Regions from separate parts of the Mus musculus genome. Here regions 2 and 3 are each linked to region 1. The links are chromatin contacts, called in public HiChIP or PLAC-seq maps. All regions are on one chromosome and are shown on one strand. Each heading gives the region's core, a stretch centred on a gene start, on an enhancer-like site or on the middle of the called end of the contact. The rest is flanking DNA. Distances are from core to core; before and after follow the strand shown. Region 1 holds the start of Fastkd5 (FAST kinase domains 5). Region 2 overlaps 4930402H24Rik (RIKEN cDNA 4930402H24 gene). Region 3 overlaps 4930402H24Rik (RIKEN cDNA 4930402H24 gene).

Region 1 (3,619 bases), core at 382-2,881:
AGTTCAAGGCCAGTCTTATCTACAGGACAAATTCCAGGACAGCTAGCGCTATACAGAGAAACCCTGACTTGAAAAAAAAAAAAAAACAAAAAACAAAGAAAAAGAAAAGATGACTTACTGGCTGGAGAGATTGCTCAGTGTTTAAGAGTACTGGCTGCTCTTCCAGAGGATTGGGGTTTGATTTCCAGCGCTCACACTGTGGCTCACAATCAACCTTAATTCAAGTCCCAGGAGATCCAACGCCCTCTTCTGGCCTCCTCCAGCACTGCATACAAATGGTGCAGACATGCATAAATGGAAGTCACCCATACACATATAATAAAAAAATATAAATTGACCTATTTACATGATAAATGCCAAGACTCCGTTGGGGACCAAATAGATAAATAAATAAATAAATAAATAAATAGATAGATAGATAGATAGATAAATGAGAAAGACACACAGGCACATCAGTCCGGCACAACTCTCAGCTGTATGAAATAGTAGTCTTCAGATTTTATTTTGGTCTACCAAGCAGGACTAAATTCCCTAGGGCTAGCCTTCGGCAACTGAGGACAGTAAGCCTTAGAACCTAGTTCTAGAAAGGCAATGTTCTAAGCCGGGCACTGTTCTACGCCTTTAATCCCAGCACTCGGGAGGCAGAGGCAGGCGGATTTTCTGAGTTCGAGGCCAGCCTGGTCTACAAAGTGAGTTCCAGGACAGCCAGGGATATACAGAGAAGCCCTGTTTCGAAAAAACAAAAAACAAACAAACAAACAAAAAACAAAGGCACTGTTCTGGGTCCTCAGTGTGGGCAAAGTGCAGAAAACATGAGCACAAAATACCAGTTCCCTCTGACGTTGGAGTATCTATATATGAGCGTCACAGGATGAAGCAATGCCCAGATGCCTACACCAAGTGAGCAATGTAGCCTCTGAGAAGAGGCGTGAATCTATCGACTATAAAGGCTCCTGTCCAGAGTTCCCGAGTTAGAGCAAAAAGATCTTAACAGAAAAGGAGCAATTACTTCCTATCCCCGGGGGGAGAAAGAGAAGGGAGAACCACTCCTGGCCCGAGTTGGGTTTGTACAACCAGAAACTGCTTAAAATGAAGAAAGGATATTTGTCCTATTGCCTCACCCCGTCCTAAGCCCTACATCAAACGCTGCTCAAAGTGCTGGCGAAAAGCTGATCAGAAACGCCGACTCGCAGGCGCCGACCGAGACCCTAGGCTAAGTCACTTTGCTAGGGCTTCACGTGCACACTGGAACGGAGAGACCAGGGAGACTGCTATCACAACAGCCCCGTGAGAGACGCAGACTCGATCTCCACCTCGCAGGGGGCTAAAAGCGCCGTCCGGACCCACTCTCACAGCAGTCCGCCGTGATAAGGTGACCCTAGAGGGTGATGCTGAGAGGTGCTCCGGGGCGGCACGAGGACAGCCCGCGGGGAAGCGCAGCAGGCCCGGGAGAACCGGGATGGCGGAGCGCGCGGCCCGGACCCGGCGAGGCCAGAGTGCAGGCAGCAAGTCGAGCCACCTCGTCCTCCCCGGCCGCCCACTCACCTGAAGCCCGCGAAGGCAGCTCCCTAACTCCAGTCCCGGGCCGCCCCGGGTAAGTCAATGCACAGACTCCTGCATCAACCGCTCCACAACCCACTTCCGGCCAGCGGCCCTCACCTTCCGCTTACGTTGGTACCGGAGCCGCTGAGGTTCAAAAAACCGTAGTCGAAGTTTTCCATGACCATTTTCTAGTTTCTGACCTTAGAACATGGAGAGGGAAAAATATTATCCTGGATGGGTCGCTTTGAAAGTAATTGAGCAGAAGTAATTGGCACAGGTTCTGGGTTTTATGACTTTGAAGAAGTCACACAAACTTTTCAAGCCTAGTTTGTCATCTATACAAAGAGAATCATGATGCATTTCTAATAGTGAAAATGCTTTCAGAAGAGGAACTAGCAATGGATAGATGAAAATGTATGCAAGGATCCCGGCATAGGGATGCACGTCTTTAATCCCAGAACTAAAGAGGCAGAGGCAGGTGAATCTTTATGAATTCGAAGCCAGCCTGATCAAAATAGTTCCAGGACAACCATAGCTATATAAAGAGACCGGGAAGGGAAGGGAAGGGGGAAGGGGGAAGGGGGAAGGGGGAAGGGGGAAGGGGAAAAAAAGGGAAAAGGGGGGAAAAGGGGGGGAAGGGGGGAAAGGGGGGAAAGGGGGGAAAGGGGGGAAAAAGGGAAAAAAAGGGAAAAAAGGGAAAAAAGGGAAAAAAAGGGAAAAAGGGAAAAAAGGGAAAAAGGGAAAAAAAGGGAAAAGGGAAAAGGGAAGGGAAGGGAAGGGAAGGGAAGGGAAGGGAAGGGAAGGGAAGGGAAGGGAAGGGAAGGGAAGGGAAGGGAAGGGAAGGGAAGGGAAGGGAAAAGTGGAGCTGGAACTGAAGGTGGGTAGGTCAGGATGGTCTACCTCCCTTAGGAGGGCCTCACACGTGGCTGGTTTGGCTATCAAGGTAAGAAAGATTCTCCCAAGTCCTATGTAACAGAAGTGCCTGTCCCAGGCCTGTCGGTGTCTATTCAGTCTTCAGCCTTGTCAGTGCCATCTATTTGAGACGCTGTGAAGGAAAACTGAGAGAGATACCATACTTTCTCCAAGGCACTGGTGGGGAAACAGGCTATATAAGAGGTTGTGACAAAGAGATTTGAGACCAGCATCCCAGCTTCTGGGTTCTATGTAAGGCAGCCTGCCTGGCTGTGAACATTTGAACATCTGTGCCTTCCAGACCATTGGTAACATGGCCCTCACTGACTGGGGACTTCTTACCTGATTACAACCTGCTCATGAACCCAGAGTGAAAAATCCCACCCCCAGGGGACAAACTTTGATTGCTCCTGGGCAGCCATGACAATCTAGTTTCTCTTTGCAAAATGCTGTTTCCTAGTCTCCTATGAAGTGGGAGGAGCTTATAGCCCACCTCTAGTCAACAGTACTGGAAAGGAAGAGTTATTGCATGCTTCTAGGACTTTCTTGGCTTGCGCATATGGAGGCCAGAGGTCACCATCAGGCAACTTCCTCAATTACTGTCTACCTTACTTTTTGAGACAGTGTCCATCACTGTAACTGGAGCTCACAGATTCTGATTGGATGATTAGTAACAGACCTAGTGGCTCCTGTGCTGGGGTTACAGACAGAACAGGCTTCAGGGCCTGCTCTTATATTGTTGTTGCTGATACAAATTCAGGTTTACATACCTGTATGGCAGGCACTTTATTGTTTGAGCCATTTCCCCAACACCCAGGAAAACTTTTTTCTTTTTAAGGTATCTGTATAATTTTTATAGGTTTGTTTGTTTGTTTGTTTGTTTGAGACAGTGTCTGACTGAGTAGCTGTTCTAGAACTCACTCTGTAGACCAGGTTGGCCTCAAAGATCTGCCTGTCTCTGCCTCCTGAGAACTGGGATTAAAGGTGTGTGCTACCACACCCAGCCTCAGGAAAACCTCCAATATCACGATGAACTGGTGCAAATCAATCTTCTCAAAGAGCTGGGATGCTCTGTGGCAAAGAGGAGACAGGTTGAGTGGATAAGGATGAAAAAATCTAGACTCTAGCTCAATTGTTCTCAGCCTTTCTAATGCTGTGGCCCTTT
Region 2 (3,619 bases), core at 704-3,203, 160 kb after region 1:
TGGTCTCTGAACACTTGTTTGGAGATTCTAATAGAAGCATGCACTATTTGTGCAGCCTTGATTGATTCTCACTCCTCTCCAATGGGAGAAGGAAGCTGTCATTTTGCAGAGTACGCAGCCTGTGTCAGAAGGGGATGACACTAACACCTAACCAAAGCAGCCCTGATGTTCAACAGGAATGCTGCAGCCACATTACCTCATGGCCAGGAGTTTGATGTGATCTATATAGACAATTATTTGTGGCCAATCCCTGCTGGTCATTGAAAGAAATGTCTAGAACTCAGCTATGCTAGGGCCTCGGGTCAAGAGCTGATGTTTTAGAGCTTCAACATCTATTTCCGACCCGTGCGTTCCTCCTTTATGTGAAAGGAGGGAAGTCAGTCAATACTAAGCAGGACCTCTCTACAGCACACAGCTGAGACTGAGCACAGCTCTGTGCACAAGTCTGAATGTCAAGTCCAGAAAGAACTCTGCAGACCACATGAGATATCAGACTTCCCCCAAGGAATCGCAGAAGGTTTTGGTTTTCGAAAAATCCTCAATTAAGTATTTTTTACTGTGTATAATATGCAGGAAGGGAAGTTATGTCATACAAATGTATGAGCATACACACAGGGAGATCAGGAAGCATTCCAGAGGGAGGAGCAGATGGCAAAGCGGCCAAGCCCTCTGGACAAGGCTCCAGACTGAGCCGTTCTGGGACTGGCTGAGCCATAGACAGACAGCAGTGTCCGTCTGTCCCCAGCAGTGTGGACCCCAAGGGGAAGCAGGAGGGCCTCAGAGAGAAACTCAACTCTGAGAAGAGGAAACCTATCTGGCTTAAGGACTTACATTTGCTCCGTGGTCCTGGGCAGCTTCTCGTTGTCACCTGGAAAGGGAAATGTTCCAGGTTAAATTAAATACTACACACGCACAGACGGCAAGCGGTACTTGCCTTTTCCCAGAATTTTCTCAGACTTTCATTTACCCCCTGACTCTTTTTCAATTCATTTCACAGAATCTTAGGCTCTTGAATGTTTTTACACACACACACACACACACACACACACACACACACACACACACACACACTTAAATTAATGTTGTTTAAGTTGTTTTTAAATTTTCTTTTTTTCTTTTTTCTTTTTTTTTGGTTTTTTGAGACAGGGTTTCTCTGTATAGCCCTGGCTGTCCTGGAACTCACTCTGTAGACCAGGCTGGCCTCGAACTCAGAAATCTGCCTGCCTCTGCCTCCTGAGTGCTGGGATTAAAGGCGTGTGCCACCACTGCCTGGCTATTTTTAATTTTTTTAATTATCTGATCTAAGTAATCTTTCTTTCCAGAACTTCCTGGCTTCTATATGAATGGCCTCTGAATCCTGACCTCTGGGAAGCAATGCTGAGAGCCACACTCAATTTAAAAGTTTCTCCCCCATGTCTCTTTGGATACCCGAAGCTTCAGAGTACCCCAGCAAGTAGTGTTCCCCTACTTGGCCTAGCCTTCCTGAAGTTCACTGTTGCAAGTCCTCAGCCTTGGGTGTCCTATCACAGCCTACTTCCTCTTTTCACAGAGCAGCTAGGCAGGAGTTCAGTCATGTGATCCGACTGGAGCTCACATCCCGGCTATCCCAAACTGTCTCATTAATCTTGGCCCTTCTTCTGACACAGCACAGGGGATAAACACAGCTAAACTTTAAACTATAGGTTGAATTGAAATGAATTCTGTGAGGAATGAGTTAAACAAATTGATTCTATAGTTGCAATCAGGGAAAGATAAATGCCTACAAGATGGAATTTTGCATAAAATAGTAAATTGTATAATAATGTCTCTTTCATAGGAAAAACCATTAGGTAATAGCTGGTAAGATAACTATTCATAGAGACTTACCCAAATAAGGAACATGAGTAGCTCCAAAAAAGTATGTTCTTGAACAGGCCAGAGGTCCCTTTGGTGAGACACACTGAGCGACCTGAACGTTGTGGGGAGAAGAAAGAAAGATGAGTGCACTAGGAGCTGGTGAGCTGGCTCACAGGCCTGGCCATCTAAACTCAGTCCCCAGAAACCATGGAAAGATGCAAGGAGGAAACAGACTTCACCAGATTGTCCTCAGACCTCCACTCATCTGCCATGGCACACACACACCCTGCTTCATGAACATTTGCACAATAATCAGACTCTTAAAACGGAGCACACGTAGACAAGTGATGCTGAAGACATGAAAGCAAACAGTTAATGCAACGACGTTTACTTAACTGAACCTGATTTACTTATTTTCTTTTTTCTTCCAGACAGGGTTTCTCTGTGTAGCCCTGGCTGTCCTGGAACGCACTCTGTAGACCAGGCTGTCCTGGAACTCAGAAATCTGCCTCCTGGGATTAAAGGTGTGTGTCACCACTGCCCAGTCTAATTTATTTTTATAGACAAAGATGACTTAATTTGATTTAAACAATAGTATTTATTTGTTTAAATTTAAATATTTGTTTTTAATTTTGATTTTATTTGTGTGAGGGGTGCAAACAGGTTACTATAGTGTACATGTGGAACTAAGAAAACAACTTTTGGGGAGTTGGTTCTCTCCTACTACATGATTTGGGGAGGGGTTCTAGCTAACTTTAACTGTCAATATGACAAAGTCTAAAACACCTGATAAGAGAGTCTCAATTGAAGGATTACCCAGATCAGGCTGTTGGTGGGCATTGTCTATATATAGGGGAACTGTCCTAATGAATAGATGGAAGAGACCTATCCCACTGTGGGCAGTGGCCTTAGGCTGTACAAGGAAGCTAGCTAAGCAGGCAAGGGAAGTAGCTCTTCCACAGTCTACAGTTCAATTGCCAGCTTGAGTTCCCATCCCAGCTTCCCTGAGTGATGGACTGTGATCTCAAAGTATAAGCCAAATAAATCCTTTCCCTCACTAAGTTGCTTCGGTCAGTGTTTTATCACAACATCTTATCCTGCAAATAACAATAACAAAACAAATTCTATTTTAAGAAGTTTAAAATATGAGTCTTATCTGATTCTGAAGGTTATATTACCACCACCACTCCACTCCTGTCAGACAAGAGTGTTGCTATGTTGCTCAAGCTAGTCTTGAACTTGCAACTTTCTTGTCCCAACTCCCAAGTGAGATTACAGACATCGGCCATAGTCCTAAAGTTTTAGAAATAACACATTTGTCTTTTCACACAATACCTTTCCCTCAACTTTTGGTATGCCTTGTAACTTTCTGTCGAAGCTAGACACAGTAACTCTAGTAACAAGGCCTGAAAAAAAGCAAGCCTTTAGTGTAAAACTTGATGTTAATCTGACTGGGTATTAAATTGTGTTTAGTATTTTTTGGAGCTTCAAATACCATAGGCTTCCTTTTCTTGTAGCCTTGTATATGTCTCTGTGTTGAGGTTTGGTCTTGTCTATTGTAATTAAATGCAGGTCCCCAAGACCCGGAGTCTGCACACAGATCCAAGTGACCCTGTCCCCAAGTTATTTCTGATTGGTAAATAAAGATGCCAACAGTCAATAACTAGGTAGAAGAGATATAGGTAGAGGAGAACCAAGAAGAGAAGGTGAAGGAGGAAGAGAAACTACCATAAGTTAGGTGAGCCATAAAAGGCTGGCCAATTGGAATTAAGAGCAGCTAAGA
Region 3 (3,619 bases), core at 810-3,309, 130 kb after region 1:
CCCGAGTGCTGAGATTAAAGGCATGTGCCACCACGCCCGGCTGACTAAGGCAATTCTTATAAGGACAACATTTAATTGGGGCTGGCTTACAGGTTTAGAGGTTCAGTCCATTATCATCAAGGCAGGAGCATGGCAGCATCAAGGAAGGGATGAAGCTGGAGGAGCTGAGAGTTCTACATCTTCATCTGAATATTGTAGCTAGCAGACTACTGGCTTCCAGGCAGCTAGGATAAGGGTCTTATAGCCCACACCCACAGTGCCACACCTACTCCAAAAAGGCCACACCTACTCCAACAAGGCCACACTTCCAAAAAGTACCGCTCCCTGAGCCAAGCATATTCAAACCACCACAGTTACCCAGTCTAAAATGTACTAGAAATGTAACTTGAGACAATATGGTATCTTCTCAAGGAAGAATTGAATAATGGAACAGAACAGAGGTGCCATGGAGCAAGACTTGATTTAGGGGTTGGGGATTTAGCTCAGTGGTAGAAGGTTTGCCTACACTGAACTTATGAGAACCACTGGCATTTGCAGAGCAATGGGCAAGGAATTTTAGTCAAAGATTGTTGCTGGGACAGGCACTTACACCTCTATATTGTAAATTGGCCTCTTATCACATACTACAAAATAGAAAAAACTTCTGACTTAGTGTCGGGTGCAAAAGAAAACTCCAGTTCCCCAGACTTCAAAAGGCAGTGCAAATAACCAGCAATGGGCGCAGCCTGGACTACAGAAGGATTTCTGGCAGTCAGACAAGAGGCAGCATTCCTCAGGCACCTGTGAAGGTGCTTCCACTCTACCAAGAAAGACAGAGAGACAGAAAGAAAGAAAGAAAGAAAGAAAGAAAGAAAGAAAGAAAGAAAGAAAGAAAGAGAGGGAGAGAGAGAAAGAAAGAAAAGAAGGAAGAAAGGAAGGAAGGAAGGAAATAAGGCATTTATCACTTTATTTATTTTATGTGTATAGATGGGTAAAAAAAATTTTTTTTGAAGATTATTATGTGAGTACACTGTTGCTGTCTTCAGACTCACCAGAAGAGGGCATCAGACCCCATTACAGATGGTTGTGAGCCACCATGTGGTTGCTGGGAATTGAACTCAGGACCTCTGGAAGAACAATCAGTGCTCTTAACTGCTGAGCCATTTCTCCAGCTCCCTCATTTTCATATAAAGGAATACTTTGGAGCTATGAAAATCAATGAACTATATGAACATGTACAGCTGTGAATGGTGAAAGTTTTTTTTTTTAAAGATTTATTTATTTATTATATGTAAGTACACTGCAGCTGTCTTCAGACACTCCAGAAGAGGGCGTCAGATCTTGTTACAGATGGTTGTGAGCCACCATGTGGTTGCTGGGATTTGAACTCGGGACCTTAGGAAGAGCAGTCGGGTGCTCTTACCCACTGAGCCATCTCACCAGCCCAGGTGAAAGTTTTAAGAATCTAAATTGAGCCCCTTTATGTCAACCCTTCCAAAAGGGAAGTAATGTCAAATTATGAATAATTTTAAATCATGATTGCTTGATAGTGGATATCAGAGAAGAGTGCCAGAGCCATAGCTTGTATAGAGTCCACTGCACCCTTAAATTAAAAAGTACTTCTACAAGGACATCTACCTAGCAATGTCTGTTTCACCTTAAACTGACACCTGGTTTTGTTATTAGTCAGCAGTGTCACAGTTGGTTTTGAAATATCTGATGAAGTCTTCTTCATTTTTGTCATTCAAACCTGGTACCTGTCTCAGCCGCCTTGGTCACAGCAGCAGTCTGCTGCCCAGGCACACCCTCTGCAAGTTCTGCTCCCCACTGCACTGCTGTGCTGGCCCCCAGCACACACAGCACAATCTGAAGAAATCCTAGCAGCATAATCCTGAGCCCCAAAGCAAGCCTGAGGACAACACACATGCTGGGATTTTATCTGGGTTAAGTTAAAAACAGAAAATGTTTAAGGATAATAGTCTGAGGCTAAAGCAAGTTTTTAGGGATTAGGTCCTGGGCAGCCTGCCTGACCAAGGACACATGAAGGACAGGAATGACTGGGAAGCTGAACAGCAAGAATCCTTATGACAGTAAAAGCCACTGGGCTATGGAAGGGAAAAAGTACTGGACCAGAAGCAGTTCAAGGAGAAGTGCTCTTCCTCCTCAGCCATCAGCACTCTAAAGGGCAGAACCTCTGTCTGCATCTAACTACCACAGATGCCAACTCCTTACAGCCTCAGGCAAGGGTTTCCCTTCAACAGAGCTCAGGATCTGACCAATCAATGCTTTCATCAAGCTTTGATCAATCACACTAAGGAGCTCAAGACACACAGTTTGAGGGATGAAACTCATCATATTCTAATTACGGGCAGATTTTAAGATACTAACAACATCTGCATTTCAGGGCCTTTTATCTTTGCAATCCCCCTTCCAAAGCCTGAGAAAGCCCTAGGCATTCTGTGTGGTTTTCTTTTAAGAGACAGGATATGGTAGTACATGCCTAAGATCTGAGGCAGGAGCCTCTCAAGTTCAACGCCTCTCTGTATTATAAAGTATGTTCAAGGCCAGTCAGGAAACTTGGAGAGACCCCCATATTAAAATAAAAATTAGCAATAATAAAACTACCCAGAACATATACTTAGTGGAAGAACATACACTTACTGCCTGTATGTGTAAGGCTTTTTTTTTTTTTTTTTTGGTTTTTCGAGACAGGGTTTCTCTGTGTAGCCCTGGCTGTCCTGGAACTCACTTTGTAGACCAGGTTGGCCTCGAACTCAGATATCTGCCTGCCTCTGCCTCCTGAGTGCTGGGATTAAAGGCGTGTGCCACCACCACCAGGCTATGTGTAAGGCTTTTACTTAAGCTCTAAACTTAAACTTAAGCTCTAGTAATCCTGTGACAGTAACTCTAAACTCTAAACTAGTAAAATGTTTAATACACAGAGTAGGGAAACTCTTGTTAAAGTTATTGTTTCTATAGAATTGTTCTATAGCACAAACGATATGCACTGGGATAATGTGAAATCTAAGTTTTCTAGAGAGAGGGCTGAAAGAGGGTTTTGCTATCCAGTCTTGACTTGAACTTAGTATGTGGACAGCCTGGCCTTGAAATGGTGATCCATTTACCGCAATTTTCCAAGTGCTGGGAGCACAAGAGAGCCGGATTACAAAATATGCCACCATACCCTGATGAAGTTTAAGATCTTAAAATGGCGTGACTGGGTTGGGGAGTGGCTCAGGGGTAGAGTGTTTGCACAGCATACAGAAGAACTGGAGTTGTGCAAAACATAAACGATGTGACTAATAAGGGCACAAACATTTCTAGTTGTACTCTTCATTATTACACAGAGACTGGATACATTAAATCTTGTTGGATAATACAATAATGCAAAATCAGTTTTCTAATGAGCCCTTTGCTGAGAAGATGCAAACACATGGGAGGCAGAGCAGGTGGGTCTCCAGTGTGAGGCCACTCTGGGCAACACGAGACTCCCTCTCGCACCCAAATAACCCATACCATACCCCCTCCCTGGATGTGATCTTGCTTCAAGGTCAGTACTACAGTTCTACTACATGATTTCCACAATGCCCCTGACTCCCGGGTCTGCACCAACAGCTCCGGAGAACAGAAAGGAAGGGCA

Evidence for each region. HiChIP or PLAC-seq counts read pairs in DNA pulled down with a chosen protein or histone mark.
Region 2: a contact with region 1 is called in an H3K4me3 HiChIP or PLAC-seq map of bone marrow-derived macrophages, with 4 times the contacts expected there. The contact joins the enhancer-like site here to the promoter of Fastkd5 in region 1. A contact is called at or near these places in 1 of 39 promoter capture datasets (macrophages), 1 of 15 datasets of contacts at CTCF or cohesin (large pre-B cells), 2 of 484 Hi-C or Micro-C datasets (differentiating embryonic stem cells and nephron progenitors), 2 of 115 datasets of contacts at active chromatin or transcription factors (bone marrow-derived macrophages and large pre-B cells) and 3 of 9 other capture datasets (adipose tissue, liver and pancreatic islet).
Region 3: a contact with region 1 is called in an H3K27ac HiChIP or PLAC-seq map of T-cell acute lymphoblastic leukemia, with 2.1 times the contacts expected there. The contact joins the enhancer-like site here to the promoter of Fastkd5 in region 1. A contact is called at or near these places in 2 of 39 promoter capture datasets (the C10 cell line and macrophages), 3 of 15 datasets of contacts at CTCF or cohesin (the NIH/3T3 cell line, large pre-B cells and pro-B cells), 26 of 484 Hi-C or Micro-C datasets (B cells, the C10 cell line, the HL-1 cell line and 14 more), 9 of 115 datasets of contacts at active chromatin or transcription factors (T-cell acute lymphoblastic leukemia, bone marrow-derived dendritic cells, bone marrow-derived macrophages and 3 more) and 4 of 9 other capture datasets (adipose tissue, embryonic stem cells, liver and 1 more).

The regions. Positions count from the first base shown.
Region 1 is chr2:130,628,371-130,631,989 of GRCm38.p6, forward strand. It overlaps Fastkd5 (FAST kinase domains 5), which reads right to left and starts at 1,632. Exons shown (of 3, transcript NM_198176.3): 1 at 1,546-1,632; 2 at 119-265. It overlaps Ubox5 (U box domain containing 5), which reads right to left and starts at 1,668. Exons shown (of 7, transcript NM_001255993.1): 1 at 1,546-1,668; 2 at 119-265.
Region 2 is chr2:130,783,593-130,787,211 of GRCm38.p6, forward strand. It overlaps 4930402H24Rik (RIKEN cDNA 4930402H24 gene), which reads right to left. Exons shown (of 37, transcript NM_029432.2): 11 at 1,867-1,948; 12 at 832-868. Among named protein-coding and RNA genes, the nearest start is that of 4930402H24Rik, 55 kb to the right of the region's middle. Within about 2 kb of position 1,954, at least 12 of the 459 cell types and tissues checked have an H3K27ac peak or open chromatin away from gene starts, as enhancers often do. A contact at or near this core is called in bone marrow-derived macrophages and macrophages, where this site is marked.
Region 3 is chr2:130,757,257-130,760,875 of GRCm38.p6, forward strand. The region is part of intron 20 of 4930402H24Rik (RIKEN cDNA 4930402H24 gene); the gene reads right to left. Among named protein-coding and RNA genes, the nearest start is that of Slc4a11, 62 kb to the left of the region's middle. Within about 2 kb of position 2,060, at least 11 of the 459 cell types and tissues checked have an H3K27ac peak or open chromatin away from gene starts, as enhancers often do. A contact at or near this core is called in T-cell acute lymphoblastic leukemia, where this site is marked.